Linked DNA regions of Mus musculus: region 1 is linked to region 2. A link is a contact called in public Hi-C data. All regions are on one chromosome and are shown on one strand. The core of a region is the stretch at or near the end of the contact, and the rest is flanking DNA. Distances in the headings are between cores, read along the strand shown.

The links. A called contact is a pair of places that touch in the nucleus more often than the background predicts.
Region 1: a contact with region 2 is called in a Hi-C map of liver, with 2.9 times the contacts expected there. The contact joins the enhancer-like site here to the promoter of 2310001H17Rik in region 2. A contact is called at or near these places in 16 of 39 promoter capture datasets (the 3T3-L1 cell line, 3T3-L1-derived adipocytes, the C10 cell line and 10 more), 2 of 15 datasets of contacts at CTCF or cohesin (CD8 T cells and the NIH/3T3 cell line), 50 of 484 Hi-C or Micro-C datasets (the AML12 cell line, the AtT-20 cell line, B cells and 38 more), 12 of 115 datasets of contacts at active chromatin or transcription factors (the 230-238 cell line, CD8 T cells, the HPC-7 cell line and 9 more) and 2 of 9 other capture datasets (bone marrow-derived macrophages and embryonic stem cells).

Annotation. Positions count from the first base shown.
Region 1 is chr6:129,157,630-129,163,682 of GRCm38.p6, forward strand. No RefSeq gene overlaps it. Among named protein-coding and RNA genes, the nearest start is that of Gm26160, 14 kb to the right of the region's middle. Within about 2 kb of position 3,717, at least 30 of the 459 cell types and tissues checked have an H3K27ac peak or open chromatin away from gene starts, as enhancers often do. A contact at or near this core is called in 3T3-L1-derived adipocytes, hepatocytes and liver, where this site is marked.
Region 2 is chr6:129,234,687-129,240,598 of GRCm38.p6, forward strand. It overlaps 2310001H17Rik (RIKEN cDNA 2310001H17 gene), which reads right to left and starts at 3,796. Exons shown (of 4, transcript NR_040268.1): 1 at 3,750-3,796; 2 at 3,053-3,158.

The sequences.
Region 1 (6,053 bases), core at 2,467-4,966, 77 kb before region 2:
GGTGTTAGTTGTGAAATCAAGTATCTCTGAAGATATGTTGGTAGGAATATTTTCCCACGATACTTATGCCAATGAAGTAAAAGTGTCTCTGTCACTTCCACTCTAGTATTAACTTACTTTTGAATAGGAACCTACTGAGATCTTCTCTAGAACTCAAACTATAAAGGTAAAATTTTACCAGAAACCCATGTCTCACTGAATCTCAACAGGGTAAATATATCAGGTCTAATTGAGATTGTTACAGGTGTGCAATCCACCTGGCAGATCTGAGTCAGTGTGTACTAATATATCTAATATAACTGGAAACTACCACAATAGCCAGTGTTAGTTTGGTGTTCAAACCCCACCCTCTGTCTTTACCACACAAGATAAAAGATAACAATATTGAGGATATGGGACAAAGGAAAACTGCCCCTCTTCTCATCAGAATGAAAACTAACGTGACCGTCAACAAAGACATCAAGAGATCCTTCTTCTCAAAAATTAAAAACTAATCTACCACACCATCAAACAATCTCGTTGAGTATATCTCAGTAGAGAAAAAAGTCTTAGATATTCTAAAATTTAATATTGACAGTTGGAGGATGCAGGAGTATTAATTTCCAGCCTCTTACCCTAAAGCAGTGTCAATCTTTGACATGAGGTGGCTTTTGTAGCGAGAAATAGGCAGGTCCCACCTTTTAATCTAATTAGCTACTCAGTTTTACTTACCTGGGAACCATTAATATTCGAGTTATTATGGTATCGAAAGGTGTGTATTATTTCCTGCCACTTATACTCCCTTTTTATTTATTTATTTTTTGTTTGTTTGTTTGTTTTACCCTTTTCCTTTCCTAGCCATTTTTAAGCATGGTTTCTTTTCTGTGGCCTCGTGTGTCTGTCTTTATATTCAGGCTAAAGGATTCCTTTATAGGTTTTGTATGGAGCCTTTTGATAGCCATGAATTTCTTTCTTTCTTTTTTTAAAAATTTATTTGTTTATTATATATGAGTATACTGTTGCTGTCTGAGACACACCAGAAGAGGGCATTAGATCCCATTATAGATGGTTATGAGCCACCATGTGGTTGCTTGGAATTGAACTCAGGACCTCTGGTGCTCTTAACCACTGAGCCATCTCTCCAGCCCTGCCATGAATTTCTTTAGCTTACTCTCATTTTATTTTTATATTCATTAGCAACAATTTCAGGAAAATGTATTCAAAGTAATATATTTTAATTTCTGCCTTATTTCAATTAATTATTTGGGGCATAAGAGATGATTTAAATATATTAATTCAATAGGGTGCTTTTTTAAAACAGCAGTCAAAAGTGAATTTGGGTATATATGTAAACACCTCAACATCATGTTTATTTTTCTATTTTTTCACCAATGACAGCAGGGAAAGGGGTTTATTGTACGGTACTCAGCTAATACAAATAAATGAGGGGCTCAGAGAATATAAATAAATGAGGATGTGAATTAGAATTTTAAGTCTCTTACTGCATTGCTCTTTTTGGATACAACTTTCAGGGTTGTGTCTGTTCATGTTGGTTTTTATTTCTGATATCCTTTTTTTCTCCTTCACCTGCTGGAGTTTTAAAATAATTGTTTGGAAATCCAACTCTATTGCTGGGGCAATGGCTCAGTAGTTAAAAGCATTTATTGTTCTTGAGGGAGACATAGGTTCCATTCCCCGAACCTGTGATGGCAGCACAAATCTCCTGTAACTCTACAGAATGTGTACCCTCTTCTAGTCTCCTTGGGAATCCTCAGGTATTTGGCATACAGGGAAATAAAAGTAAATCTTTAGGATAAAAAATGTCTAAAATGTCTTCCATGAATCTACCTATGATTATTTCAGACTTCAGGAAATCCTGGTTTTAGCCCAGTCTCACTGCATACCCAGTCTTGGCCATGAATGCTGTAGTACATATATTCTGGTTTTATTTCTATTCTCTTATTACACTGAGTGAAATGTGTCTCTCTCTTCTTTTTCCACGATTAACTCTCTTTTCTTTTTTAAAATTAGTTATTTTCTTTATTTACATTTCAAATGTTATCCCCTTTCCTAGTTTCCCCTCCCCCGTCCCCTAGCTCCCCAACTCCCATTCCTGGTCCTATCATTCCCCTATACTGGGGCATAGAGCCTTCACAGGACCAAGGGCCTCTCCTCCCATTGATGACCACCTAGGCCATCCTCTGCTACATATGCAGCTAGAGCCACAAGTTCCACCATGTGTTTTCTTTGATCGGTGGTTTAGTTCCATGTCTCCTTAGGGTCATACGCTTTATGCACTTAGTCATTTTCACACTACTTACCACTTGACCAAGCTGCTTGGTTGAGCTGGATGCTTTTCTCAATTAGGATCCATAGTGTTTACCACTTGAACACAGATAAAAATAACCTAGATGAACAACAACAACACAAGAACAATGAAAAAATGTTAAAATTTCTAATCATTTTAACCAGAGTAAACAAATCACTACCAAGTGATTCATATGCATTTCAGGCTGAACTCACTAAATTACATAATGCTAAGCTAGAATTACAAAGGCGTAAATAACTATAAATAGGATTGTCATCTGTGGCCTATTCGGCATGACAAGCATCTCGGTGCTCTAGCTTTAAAAACAGTGCTTCAGCTTTGTCATGTGACTAGGTGAGATCTCTCCATAGGTCAAGTGTCAGATGACTTTTGCCCTGGCTGACTTTCAAAATCTTTAATTCCTGAGTTATTACCTAAGGCCCAGCTGGCATAACACATGCTTCCAGTTTTTATCACCTTGTTTACATGGACATTGGACATAGTTGGAAGACACACAAGACTGGGCCTCCATGCAACTCTGCTGGACAAGCCAAGTTCAACCCAAGTTCAAAGGTAGGGAGTTCCAAGTCACATTACAAATGGCATGGATATAAGGAAAGATATAAAAGTTGGACTTTTATTTAATTTCTATCATATGAAACTTTAATATTATTTTGTTTTGTACTAAGCTCCAGATAGTTAGTATAGAAAAGTCAGTTAGGACTAAATGGCCTCAGAAGTATTTTCCTGCTAGGAGTGGTGGTCTATAGTTATAATCCCAGCATCTTAGAAGTAGAAGGCCCAAGGAATAGGTGTTTAAGGTCATCCTCAGCTGCATAGTGAATTTGAGGTCAGTCTGGGTTATATGAGACCTTCTCTCAAAAGACAAAAGACTCCCAATACCTATGTCAAGTCAGATGATTGTTGTTACCCACGTGACTCCTGATTTGTGTATAGTGGTGCTGTGTGTGGAAGCGTCTGTAGCCAGGAGGATAACAGGGGCTACTGCCAGCCTACTTCCAGGATCAATGAGAGACCCTGTCTCAAAGAATAAAATGGAGAGGTGATAAAAATGGACATCGGATATCCTCTTTTTCTGTTCTCTCAGACATGTGTATTTGCATGCTTGTGAACACATACACACACACACACACACACACACACACACACACACACACACAGACCCAGACATGAAGAGGACTTCAGTCAATGGAACATGTCTCATTTATTTTGAAAATATTTTTTCTAGGGAATGCATCTTAGTTTTGGTGAAGAAAAGAAGTGGAACATGTCATGTCTTGGCGACTTTTAACAAAAGAGGAAAAGTTGGGATGCTTTAGATGCTTTTGGATTCTAAACTACAGCTGTAGTGTCACTTAATTCAAAACCAGGTCCATTGCATAAGTACAGCTTTGAAAGCCCGGTGCTTAGAGAAGTTTCATGGCCTTGCAAAAGCTCAAAAACAGTTGAGCAACAGTGTTCTCTCGAATCCATCCATACCTAACTCACAACATTTTCCCAAATCTGTCTTATTTCTTTTTTTCCTCCTTTGTTTGTTTTAGAGAGGGTTTCTCTGAGTAGCCCTGGCTGTTCTGGCAGAAACTCACTGTGTAGACCAGGTTAGCCTCAAACTCTGAGTTCCCCCTGCATATGCATCCTAAGTGCTGAGAGTAAAAGTATGAGCCACAAATGGCTGTCTATTGACTCTTTTTATTCTGAATGATTAGAAATAAAAATTCAGTCACTTCATCATTTATTCTAAGATAAATTTTATATCTGAACTTTCTGAGTTTTACTAAAATATCTGTTAGATATTTTGAAACACTTTACCCCAGTCCAGAGTCTAGTCACAGTTAAGACTTAGATTTGATATTTGGAAGTCACAGAAAATAACTGCTTCTTTCCTTTACTTAATGGTGTGTGTGTGTGTGTGTGTGTGTGTGTGTGTGTGTGTGTGTGTGTGTGTGTGTGAGAGAGAGAGAGAGAGAGAGAGAGAGAGAGAGTAAAGAACTACATTTCTATGTTCAAGTCATGAAGGGATGTGCTTGATTCATTATTTTAGGAAAAGGCAGTTTTTGTTTGATGATAAGATTGGCTATACCCATTGGAACCAGGTTTGACCAGGATGTCTAGATCTGGCCCTCTATTCAAACCTAAACCTCATTCCATGACACCAAAGATGGACTTGGAAGAGTCACTGGATCTATGCCCAACTTCCTAATGTGTCCTCAATGAATACATTTCCTTTGTCTATTGTTCATTTTATTGGCTTAATAAGAATGGGCAGACAAGCCTGCCTTGTTCTCAGATTCTAAGCCTCAATAATTCCAGGAACACCATCTGTTTACAAGAAAGACAGACAAAATGGCTATTGTGGCCCATCTTTACTCTCTCAAAATGAATCTTTGATACCAATATTTATCCCTTTTCAACTATGGAAGATCTGTAGTTTCTGAAAACTTTGAGACATTTTTCTGTTTGAGTTCAATTTGCTATCTCTACTGTTTTTGAAGAGTTAGGATAAAAATAATTAATTTTAATAAAGAACAAATATTTACAAAAACACTTGAATTATTTATTTTGTTGTATTATATATATATATACATATATATATATATATATATATATATATATATATATTGTATATTATATATGTATATGTGAATGTGGTCATGTGTGTATCATGATTTGAACATTGTGCTGGATAGCTTTATGCCAACCTGCTATAAACTAGAGTCATCTGAAAGAAGAAAACCTCAACAGAAAAAATAACTCCATAATATTGTACTGTAGGCAAGCCTGTTTGTCGTTTTCTTAATTAGTGATTGATGTATGTAGGTTCAGCCAATTGTGGTGGCATTCCTGAGTCAGTGGTCTAAGGTGATATAAGAAGTCAGACTGAGCAACCCTTGGAGAGAAAGCCAGTTATCAAGAGTCCTCAATGGCCTCTACAGCAGTTTCTGTCTTCATATTCTTGTGTTGAATTTCTTCCTGAGTTCCCTCAGCGAGGGAGTGTGACCTGAGAATTGTAAGCTCTAATGAACACTTTTCTACAAGTGGTGTTTTATCCCAGCAATAGAAACTCTAAATAAGGCAAAGATCGGTATCAGGAGTGTTCTATTACTGTGACAGATCCAACAGAGCATTTGTAGGAGGATTGTTGTGGCATTTGAAATTTGGAGTAAAAAGCTATTGAATATTCTGACCACAGAGGAGAGAAATGCAGATGATGGAGGCTTGGCTTCTGAAGTTTCAGAGGGAGGTTAGAGAGTATCTTACAGACTTGATTGGGGCTGTTCAATATCTGAATTATGAATCTGTGATTCTGAGTGGCCAGTGCTAAAGAACCAGTTGTGATTTGCATGAAACAGGATCTATTAAAGTGAAACTTTAGCTTTGATGGGACAATCATTATTAGTCAACTGGGGCTGAAACAGAGCAGCGTAATTGAAGCCATATCTTCTGGGAAGTTCTTCCTCAGGGTCACCACACAGAAGCTGTGGTGCAGAAATGCCAAAGGCTACACCTTGGGCAGCCAGCCAAAACTGGTAATGTAAAAGTCATCCAGGTGGTACTGGTTTTGAGGTATAAAGAGATCACAGAGAGTACTGAGTACTCCTCCATGGCTCTTGCATCTTTTCCTGACTCTGGATTCCTGTCCTGTTTGAGTTCCTACCCTGAATTCCTTTGATAAATATGATATTTTGAATAAGAATGGCCCCCATAGACTTAAATATTTTAATACTTCATCGCAAGGGAGTGGCAC
Region 2 (5,912 bases), core at 2,546-5,045:
GTTGCTGTTGAAAGGCAGGAAATGTTGCAGAACTCAGCCTTATTTTTCACTTTCTGCAGGTGGATGGGAGTGTTCAAGCCTCCAGGGTCTCTATAGTCCTTTATGTCCAACTGACCCCAGCACCCATTGTTAGCATTTTGTCTAAACTCTGCCCCCACAGTTACCTGGCAACAGCCAGGTGTGCCTGACTCACTATAAAAGGGGCTGCTTGCCCCTCCTCTCTCCCTCTTGCTCTTGCCTTCTTGCTCTGCTCTGTCCTCTCGTCCTGTCCCTCCCCCCACATTCCCCTTCCCTCTCTCTCCAAGTGCTCATGGCCAGCCCCTACTCCCTACTCTCCACCCCCACCCCCCCTACCCCCACCTTTCTCTGTCTCTACTACCATCTCAACTCCCCTCCCCATGCCCTGAATAAACTATTCCGTACTATACCATCCTGTAGCTGGTCCCTCAGGGGGAAGGGATGCCTTATCAAGGGCCTGCAGAGGCACCCCCTTCCCTAAACCTGACTACTTATTCACCAAACATATTTCTTTTCTCCTTATCTTTTTAGAAGTACAACACCCATTCTTTCCTTCAGGTCCCTACATACTGGTGCCACAGCCTGTGGGACAGGACTTGGAGGAGGAAGAAGAGATGTTTCTCAGCTCATTTGTGTACCCCCCCAGCCAGTTACCTAGAGCTACCCATTACCAATACAGAGAGCCTTGCTTATCCCTTCCACTGCCCAACAAGAGTAGAGAAAGAAGGCATTGACACAAGGAAAATGACTTCATGGAAAAAAAACAAAAATCCTCAATATGAAAAAAAAAAAAAATAGAGGACTTCTTCCACATAGCATGTTGGGATGGAAGCCCTCTGAGGGTGGGTGTCAGTGGGTAGGAAAAGGGTGGGGAGCAGGTTAGCAGCCATATTGTACGTTTCCTTCCTTGTCTCTGTCCAGAAGATGGAAATGGGCTCAGACACCCTGCAGATTCAGGAGGGGCTTACAAAGGCCACCAGATTTTCTGGGACCCATCAATATAGAGAACGACTTGGCAGTCAACATGATAATCCCCTAGAACAGTTCAAAGATTGGGAAGGACACTTCTTCAGAACATTGCCAAGGACAACTCTCCAAACCAATGACACTGAGAAACTGTCAGCCTGTCTCCATCCTCTGACTCTTTTCCTTTGTGGGGGACCAGCCAAACTTCATTTGTCACTCAGAAGTAAGGGTCAGAGACAGGCAATTCAATCAATGTGCCAGGAAAAGGAATCAACAAAGGGATCCGGTGACCTCAAGCTCATCTTGGGATCCTAACATGGCTTTAGGCATAAGCAGGGGAAGAATTAAGGAAGCAGATGGTTCTCTTGAGCAAGAGGACTCTCCAAACCACCTGGAAGAACAGGAACTGAGCAAATGATCAACTATAGCACTGTCAGACTGAGAGCGCTTAGTCAGGAAGCCCTCTGGGCCCTGCACTAATACTTCCTCTGCTGAAACCCTAGCTGATGTCCATTCTCTAGAAGATGGGATTCATTTCTGTGTTCCTCACACAGGCATTTTGTATTTTGACTAAACTCCATATTTCCATCACGAGTCTTGTTTGGAGCATGTTAGAACCTCAGGGCTCAGTTACAGCATGTGCTCCAGGCCTCCTGTTACAAGATGCGTCATGAATTCCAATGCTAGAGTCCCAGACTACACTACATGTGCTGGCCCGTGGCTAAAGCTAATAGTGTTTTCCATGAGTGCTGACTAAACAAGTGGGGAATTCCAGAAACTGGGCACAGTCAGAACAGACTCTTAAGAGATTTCCCCGCAGAGAAGAACAACGCAAAAGTCATCACACCCACCTCTTAAAACACCTTCGTATGCAACAATATGAACTAACCAGTACCCCGGAGCTTTTGTCTCTAGCTGCATATGTATCAAAAGATGGCCTAGTCGGCCATCAGTGGAAAGAGAGGCCCATTGGTCGTGCAAACTTTATATGCCTCAGTACAGGGGAACACCAGGGCCAAAAAGTGGGAGTGGGTGGGAGGGTATGGGGGACTTTTGGGATAGAATTGGAAATGTAAATGAGGAAAATACCTAAAAAAACATTAAAAAAAAAAACACCTTTGCGTGGTTGGTTTTGGCTCTCAATTTAACACAATCTGAAATCACTTGCAAAGGGAGTTTCCATGAAGGATTATCTAGATTAGGATGGTATGTGGGTGCATCTGAGGAAAACTAACATGGGGAAAAAAAATCCTCCCACTGAGATGAAACCATTCTTTGAGCAGGGGATTTTGGACTGTCAGAGAGTGAAGAAATTGCACTAAGCTTCATTGTTCTTTCTTTCCACAGTGGCTGGATTGTGACCAACTGCTTCAAAGGTCTGCTGCCTTCACTTTCCTCCAGTGATGCACTGTGATGATTTGAATGAGAAAAGCCCCTCATAGGCTCCTGTATATGAACACTTGGTCCCCAGTTGGTGGTGATGTTTAGGGGAGGTTGGGAAACCTTTAGGAGGTATGACCTTGCTACACTTAGTACACAGCTGGCGGTGGGTTGGGCTTGAAGAGTTTTTAGCCAATGAAGGAGAAGACCAAACAAATCAGGCAAGGAGACACACTAATGCACAGGTATTCCCAAAACAGTATGGGACATGAAAATCCATAAGATTATCAAATCATTGGGCCTGTAAAAGTGATACTATATGTTCTTCAAGGAAAATATGGGTGCCCTCCTCAATATCAAATTGAAAACTGTGCCAGTGTAAGAAAAGGGGGAGGGGGAGGCAAGATGCACAGTAAAAACCCCACTGCTTCTTATACTAAGAATTATCTGCTCTATAGACAATTACAGACCTAAGCAAAAGTCCTGAAACGAAGGTATCTGAGATGACTCACTGGGCTTTGCCGGGGCTACTGACCTGGGTACATTCCTGGGCCTCACATTTGACTGACACCGAAAAGTTGATCTCTAACCTTTATATGTACACACACACACACACACACACACACACACACACACACACAGTGAAATTACCAACATGTGTATGTTGAGAACTGGAGGGGCTACTCACCCTGAGAACGGAGAATCAGATGCACGGTGCTGGGAGCAAGAGAGCTGCCTTACTAGTCCGTGCAGTGACTAGCCTGAAAGCCACTGCCTTTTCAATTGTGCCACACCTGCAGATATTATCTACATGCAGCTTAACGCTCAGAAGGAGGGTCTCAACTCTCCCAGTTCTCTCCACTTCCTCCCTGCTAACTCCCCTGCCCCAGCAAAGAACACCTAGAGGGCCGCTCAGCAGTTTAAGAATGCTTGCTGCCCTTTTACCTGAAAATTTTAAGTAGTTCAGACAGCTCACTACCATCTGTTAACCCGAGTGCCGCAGCATTCAGTGCCCTCTGCTGAGCACTGGCGCACCTGCAGGCTTGCACACAGGAAGCTCCTCCCATCCTCTCCCCCTCCCTTCCCTCACACAGGAATGCAAATAAAAATATAACTTTAAAAGAACTCGAAGTGTCAACATCACGGTGTCATAAATAACACCGTGCAGAGCCCTATTTAAAATAAACAACCCTGCGGATTGTAGTGCTGCTCCCGGCTCCCTCAAAGCAAATTCTTTCATATGAAACAACAAAGTCTCATCCAACCGCATCGCTAATAACTAAAACGAAACACAAAACAAGTAAGGAGGGCATTGGTTGGAACCCGTGGGCGTCCCTGCTCCTCAAATAACTCTGAAACTCTTCCCTCAGGTATTCCCACTGTACCGAATCTGGAGATCTAAACTAGTCCTCCCTAGTCAGGTGGCGCCGGCTCCATCTCTGAGTTCTACAGGGCAGGAGCCCCAGCCTGGCAGGGCGGGGAGAGGTGGGGTGGGGCGGCACACGGGTGCCTGTCACAAGTCATATCCCGTGAAATGTGTATGTTAAGCCTCCAATTAAAACAGAAAGAGAAGAAATAATCTATCAAAAATCTAACAGACATCCCATCCCTCAGGAAAACAGTTCCATCTCCAATGGACATAAATTCTAATTAATAAACTTTTTTATTAAAAATAAAATTAATAAATAAAATTAATAAATGTTTCCGAACATCAAGACAAGGTGTGACATCCTTTCCTACCTCCTGTTTGTATCTTCTGCTTGTTGCTTGGCTTGTATCGTCCATAGTCATGACTCAAGCCAAAGATAAACTAAGTTTATAATTATAAGGTGCATTAACACACATCTCTTATTTGTTACCTCCCAGATACTCTTTCTTTTGCAAACATTTATAAGCTACTTTATATTGAAAAGTGGGTCAGGAAAACTAGTGATGTAAAGTGATGAATTTCATTTAACAGTTAATTACAATGAATTGATATAGAAAAGCTACCTCATAACTTATATGATTGTAAATCAATGCCTAAATAATTTCTTTCATGCATATACAACATTTAGTTTATATGATATTTTTCACAGATAGACATTCTATGTCCCCAAAGCTTTAAAGAGCTTTGTGAGAAAATGCTACTATACTGTGACAATTCACAGTTGATATGTAGAGAAAAAAACAAAACAAAACAAACAAACAAAAAAACAAGCCAAAAGAAAGAAAGAAACAAGCAAGCAAACAAACAAGCAAACAAACAAACAAGCAAACAAAAAACCAGACTACTTATCATTTCAGGCTTTAATTCTAGCGAAGTGATGAGATAAATCATTATGCAAGTCACATCAGCTAAAGCACACATAGACTCAGTCAAAACATCAGAGGTGTAAAAAATTCCGTGGCTAAACAAGTCAAACCAACTTTTCAAATCATGTATCAAGCAGCAATCCCTCTATCTAGTTTCTATCACACTGGGGCCGTGAGAACCATCAAGAGACTATTGAAAGAGATTCTCACCTGGACACCGCTTCTCAAAAATTCCATTTCCAGAATCACTGCAGCTACGGGATTCTGTAAGAAAATAGCCACGCTAAGAGCAATAGAAATAGAAATAGAACTATTTGCAGAGAGACACTCACAAAGTCTATTTGTACCCACCTCTCTGCCCATCTTGCATTAGTGTCTGTGTCTGCATGACTTAGAGGTCATTGTGAACTTGCTATCTCTGACTGCTGATGCTCATGCATATAGTTCAAGTATGATGCGTGGTGGTGAGGGTTCAGGTGAGAGATAAAAGACTCAAGATTTAGAGAGGGTTGGAAATACCGTTTCAAATTAGTGTACATGGCAGACGAAGTCACTAGCAAACTGGAAAATATCAGAGATGGGCAAATGTGTGATTCAAAACCAGAAAATCAACAGAGTTGTTAAAGAAGGAGACTGTATTTCTGTATTCTTATAGACTTAAGTGCAAAATCACGGCCCACAGAACCCAAATAGTGGACTCCACTCTTGTTTGATGAACTACTGCATCCCTGCGGGTGTGGTTAGAGTATGATGTAAAGTTACTTTCACAAGTATGTTGTTTTTTTTTTTTCAGATAAAGATCAGTTGATTACTTTCTTCGCATTTGTTATGAAATACTAGTCTTCCATTATGTTGATATACTAGGAACACCTTCATCTTGCTAGCATTGAATGCCAGGAGATCTGCTTGCCTAAGCTATCAGCTGACATTGGGTTTCAAGGTGAGAGACAAAATATGTTTTACTCTAGAATCTGAAACAAAGACATCCATTCTCACATGTTTTCACACTAGACTGGGAGTCCCAGCTCATTGTGAAGAAGAGAAAGACTTCATGGCTTCATATAAGAACAAAAAAAAAAGGGTTATACAGACTGGAAGAGAATGAACTAAAGAATTGCTTTTTTAATTATGAGATTGTTGGAAGGAAGAGAATGTTAACTTATTTATTCTTTTATTAAGTAGTTTCTTGTAGCAGATGACTTGATTGTCCAGGTAGACTACCTTAAAACCAATATAAAGATTTCCCAAAACTA